Regions from separate parts of the Neogale vison genome. Here region 1 is linked to region 2. The links are chromatin contacts, called in public Hi-C maps. All regions are on one chromosome and are shown on one strand. Each heading gives the region's core, a stretch centred on a gene start, on an enhancer-like site or on the middle of the called end of the contact. The rest is flanking DNA. Distances are from core to core; before and after follow the strand shown.

What was found. Hi-C and Micro-C count contacts between places; a contact is called where the count stands out from the background.
Region 1: a Hi-C map of fibroblasts shows a contact between it and region 2, with 3 times the contacts expected there. The contact joins two enhancer-like sites. A contact is called at or near these places in 2 of 3 Hi-C or Micro-C datasets (fibroblasts and tongue).

The regions. Positions count from the first base shown.
Region 1 is chr2:152,221,578-152,224,277 of ASM_NN_V1, reverse strand. No RefSeq gene overlaps it. Among named protein-coding and RNA genes, the nearest start is that of IRF2BP2, 89 kb to the left of the region's middle. Within about 2 kb of position 1,412, the one cell type or tissue checked has open chromatin away from gene starts, as enhancers often do. A contact at or near this core is called in fibroblasts, where this site is marked.
Region 2 is chr2:152,023,624-152,026,323 of ASM_NN_V1, reverse strand. No RefSeq gene overlaps it. Among named protein-coding and RNA genes, the nearest start is that of TOMM20, 160 kb to the right of the region's middle. Within about 2 kb of position 1,388, the one cell type or tissue checked has open chromatin away from gene starts, as enhancers often do. A contact at or near this core is called in fibroblasts, where this site is marked.

The DNA.
Region 1 (2,700 bases), core at 163-2,662, 200 kb before region 2:
GGTAGACCTTGAGAAGTCACCAGAAATCCAAAGAAGAATTTGCCCCGAGATGCCTCTTCAAAGATTTATGAAAAGCGAAAACAAAGAAAGAGGGAGGACATCAAAGCAGGCAACAGATCCGCTGCAGGAAGGCGGTGGCACCCAGCCACGGTCCCTTCACCGTCTAATAATAAGATCTTATTATACCCATTTGATGATAACGAGAAGGGGAACCCTCTGCAGAAGGCTTCACCCCAGGAGTCCTGCCCCGCCCGCAGGTGGGGGCGCCGGCCTGCAGACCTCGGACGCCGGCCAGTGTCTGGTGGTGGAAAGCCGTCCTCAGCCAGAATGGCCCTAATGAGCCAATTTCAATTGAAATGAGATCAATACTACTCATTTTTCTCTTGCTGGCTCCCGAGTGATTCATGAATCTGAAAACTAGTTCATGAATCAGAGAGAGGTGGGGAGGTGTGGGGTGGGGGGGCGGGGGCACATTTGTGCCGTCGGGAACCTCAGTTTCTTTCGTGAACCCAGCCATGAGTTGCATAACGCTTGCTTGCCTGCCTGCTGCTTTCCACCAGCCTTTTCGGAAACCGCTTTTGGCTTCCGTGTAGTCACCTATTTTCCTTCTCCAAAGGGAGAGAGATGACGCTGTGTCCTGATTGTGTGTTCCTCTGTCTTGGTGGGTAGCTTTACGCCCTTTGTCTGTGTAGCTGAGGATGCGTGTGCGTGTCTGTGTGTGTGTGTGTGTGTGTGTGTGTGTGAGAGAGAGAGAGAGAGAGAGAGAGAGAGAGAGGAGGAGGAGGGAGGGAGAAGCAGCAACGTGGGCCCGGCCGCGGGCCCTTTAAACCTGACCGGGAGCCAAGCTGATTTCTCAGCGGAGCTTCATAAGGAAGCGGGAGATGGGGCCGTTGGAAACCACAGCCCTGCGAGTGCTGATTACAGCCTGCGAAGGAAAATGAGATTTTTATCTCACAGGAATTCAGTTATAAAAATAAAATACAACGTCTGGCTTGATTCAGCTAAATGTACAAGCGCCGGGGCGTTTTTCATTTAACGGGGAAGCTGGACAAGAAGAATGACCTAAAATACAGCGTTTCAAGAAAGTCAGGGGAGAGGGGGCGGTTACAGGAAGGAAGTGGGAGTGGAGGGGTGTGTGTGTGTATGTGTGTGTGTGTGTGTGTGAGAGAGAGAGAGAGAGAGAGAGAGATGGAAGGAGGGAGCGAGGGAGGGCAGGAGGGAGGGAGGGAGGGCGGGCAGGGGGAGGTGGAGAGAGAAAGAGGAAAAAAACCGCCCTGCTGGCCAATGGATACAGCGGGATGATGTCACTGGAACAGTTGGAGGAGAGCGGAGAAAAACAACTTCGGAGCTGTGCTAATCCTGTTTGCTGCCCTGAAGGGAATGGAAGGCGGCCAAGGCAGGGAGTTCTGGGAAACCATATAAGGGTGCCAAACAAGCTTTGCCGCCAACATTAGGAACTGACAGCTTTGTTCTTTGTAACTTGGCTGCCCGCCAGAGGCCTCATTTCAGCTCCACGGCATGATTACCCTGGCGGGCCGCCAGCCCCGCGCTGAGAGCTCCTTTTCTTCTCTCCGAGGCTTTTTTTTTTCCTCTTTCCCTTTGCCAAACATGGAGCAGTTACCATGGCAGTGGAAAGTAAAGTTTAAAACACACACACCACACACACACACACACACGCACATGCACACACAGCCAAGTGGAGAGGCACGCCTTGCCCCAGCTGTGCCACGGGAGCCGACCGAAGAGGCCGCTCCCCGACCCATCCGGCCCCCGACTGGAGACAAACATGCTGGAAGGCTGGCCGCCGAGCGCGGGGAGGTGACTCCGGGATACACGGAGGCCCGGGCCTGCTGTCGGCAGAGACAGGGCCCGGCTCCCAGGCCCCGGGTGCCTCCCACCCCCGCCACCCCACCCCCCACCGGCCCCCACCCTCTCTCCCTCTCCTTTCCTGAGGCATTGTGGAGGACGTAATGTGAAACGGAAAATGTCATGATTTCCACTGGGAATGCGTCCACGGTTTTGAGAAAGCTCCAGAAACCCGGGGCCATGGAGCGCTAGAGAGGGAAGGAAGGAGGAGGAGGGGTGCGGACGGTCACGGTGGCCCCTAGTCACCAAGGTGAACCCCAGAGCCAGCGGCCAAGGCCTGGAGGGCCCTGTGGGCGGCCGGAGCAGAGCCTGGCCGTGACCCCGGGGTTCCAGGCCGTGGCGGGGGAGGGTGGTTGTGGGGTGCCTCGCCGGAGGGTGCCGCGGCCTTTGGCACAGTGGGAACCCGACTGGCCACTGGGTCCTGGAACCGAGGGGCAGGGCGGGCCTTTCTGCCACTTGGCAGAGCACGGGTTGTTTCGCTTTACTAGGGGACTCTGTGAAGAGTCCAGGCGACTATTTTTAATCCGGTTCATTTCCACCTGCTTGGAAAGTGGAACATCTCCTGGGAGGTGACAAGTCGTGATCAAAGGCCAGTCTCCAGGCAGAGGGCTGGCAGGCTTCCGAGGTAAAGGTTACTTAGAAGTGGAGGCCCGGTTGCCCGTGTTCCCCACTGCACAATGTGACACTCCTCACCCTCAGGGCTCGGTAAGATTCTCGGAAGGGCCTCTTCTGGTTCTAGGAGGTGTCACGGCAGGGGCTGACTTGGCCATTTCCTGGCGTCTTTAGTTGGAAGCCGGAAAGGCCAAAGCAGGGGCCACTGTCACGAGGCCTACC
Region 2 (2,700 bases), core at 139-2,638:
ATGCATAACACAGAAAGTGGCTCTTGTCCCTTCGGTAACCTTAACCTTCGGGCAGTGATTAGCTCCCGCACTTGGCAGGATCACATTTCCTTGTGGCCTCAGTGGCATGGCTGGGCCAGACTTACTGGGCTTACCAAAAAGAGAAAGGGCAGTAAAGTCTGAAAAGCAAACATCCTGGGAAGATCATCAGGGCCAAGACAAGGGAATCAGGAGGGTGGGCTCGTTTGGTGAGACTCAGCAGGTGACACTGGTCATTTACTGGAACACTAAAACATACACATCTTCCTCACGTTATTTTCTTTGAATTCACTGAAAAATAAAAGGAACTTGTGGGCTGGGCCAAATAGCATAGATAACACGTGTGTGTGTGTGTGTGTGTGTGTGTACGCAAATGTACATAGACACATGCATACATATAGACGTGCATACACACTTAAGGCATGTAACAAAGAATACAGCCATAAGGATTCTAGAAGGAACTTGGGTGTGGATGTAGCTTCAACCCATTTGCTCTCTGTCTCCCCTGGACGGAGAGCAGGCATAGCAACACGTCAAGCCCACCAGGCTATCCCCACACCGAATCTTCTCCAGAGCAGACAGGAGGACTCCTTTCTGCAGTTCAGTCTGCAGAATGTTTGCAAGGCCTAGGACAGCCCACGCATCTCGCTGGTGGAACTCTCTGCGCTGTGGTCAGTTAGCTGTGTACCAGAATGGCATCTGTTTTCACATTTCAGAACACGACCACATATACTGGGAGCTGTTGCCCAACTGAGCCTCCCAGCTGGCCGGGAGAGGGCTCGGTTTCCGGAAGGATGCGGCATTCACCTGGAGGTCCTCACCCAGGAGGCTGAGGACACGGAGAAGTTCCAGAGTGTTTTTCAAAAATCATCCGGTTTTTAAAGATCTGCTTGTTAGGAATCCAGCCTCAAAGGCAGATTAATCAAACACAGACTCACTGAAAAATGTGCAAGAACGGATGACTTTTTTTTTTTAAGCATGGGGTTTTCAGGGTGGGATTTTTGAGGAGTGGGAGGGAGGCTACGCAGTCAAGATAAACTCCTTCAGAGCATGGGCAAAATTCCCTTTTCAATTACCAGTTTTTAAAAAAAAAAATGACAAAGTCACACAAGAGAGGAAATGAAAAGGGAAATTTTTAGACTTCTCATCCGTCCAGAAAGCCCCGGGCCTGTTTCAGAAGCCGGTCAGGGCAACTGTCGGGCCTGCGGTCACCGCGCTGCAATCCCAGGAGGCCTTGCGTCACCAGCCATTATATCAATAAGGAAGTAGGATCACCTAACCACAAGCCAGCTTCTTTTCTAAGCCCACATGTTGCTCTAGAGGGTTTTTAAACAAGAGACTTTCCTGTTTTTGAAACCTGTGAATCCACAGGTCTTACAGGTTACTCAAATTACCTTATCACTTGTAGCAACCACTGGCATGAATTTCAAAACTGCTTACTCCAGCCCTCCCCTCCCCTCACTACAGACATCCATTTACTCACCGAATCCTTATTTACAGGATCGTGTTTCCAACTGCTGACACAGAAGAAAAACATACTAGTTATACATTAAGCTTTACGGTTAAGGCCTCTGTGCCAGGCCCTGTCCAAACGGTATTTATTCACCGGCCAGAAGGCAGGAGAACCACCCCGGAGAAAACCCAACAGACGGGACTTTGCAGCCAGATCAGCGTTCCTTAATACAGCCGTGCTATTTTTCATGCAAACACGGACAGGCGCGTGCAAATGTAGTGTACGAGATCATCACGACTCATGGGGAAGTAATTATATTTATCGTAGGATGTGCAGCAAGTCTATTGGAAAATCTGTAACACAAGCAGAAGGCATCCCAAACCACCTAATGAGGTTCCTGGAAAATAAATGTACAAAGGCGTGGGTAGAGGACTCCATGGGACCGTCCAATTTAAAACTCTATGGTGTGCAAGTCAGCCTTGTTTTTCTCTTGAGCAAAAAAAAAAGGTTCAGATTAAAGAGTGCAGCAGAGAACCGATGAACTAAAGCCACAAACAAACCTCTCTCTTTCCTGCTCCACACAGCAGCTCGAGAGAGATGTGCTAAACCCCAAAACTGCATTTGATAGCCATCTCCTGGTTTAACTCCGACCCTGGCCAGGGGCCACTTGGCGTTGCTCAAGGAATGGCTGCAGAATTCGTCCTGAGATCCCTTGCTAGAAGCATCCACCCTCCCTGGGTAGACCTGAAGTTAGCAGATGGTGGTGCAGGTTCTGTTTTCAGGAACGGCCCAGTCCAAGCGAGCATGAACGACCGGTGAACTTTACCCTACAGCCAGTGACCTCTAAGCTGACTCACAGAATCCACATGGCAGTCGTGAATCTAGCAGACACTTATCTAACCTCACACTTCTCGGTCTTTGGGGGTTAGAATCAACACTTAGCTCATCAAAAAAACATGCATCTCCCCAAAAAGAACCTGCCCTCTGTTTGTGCACACTGGTTTGGTGTTTATCTTATTTTGTTTTCTGCTGGCACTGAAATGTTGAGATAGTCACTAGAAGGCCGTGACGCTGTGACTTTTACGCTTCAGGGAAGGTTCTTACAAAATATGAAAGATTCTCTCTTATGACATGGTAAGTGTGAATGGGGTGACACCCAAAATTGTCAGAAGTAACTCTCTCAAAGAAGGTGACTGGCCTGTGACATAGCACAGTGCACTCGTGGGGGG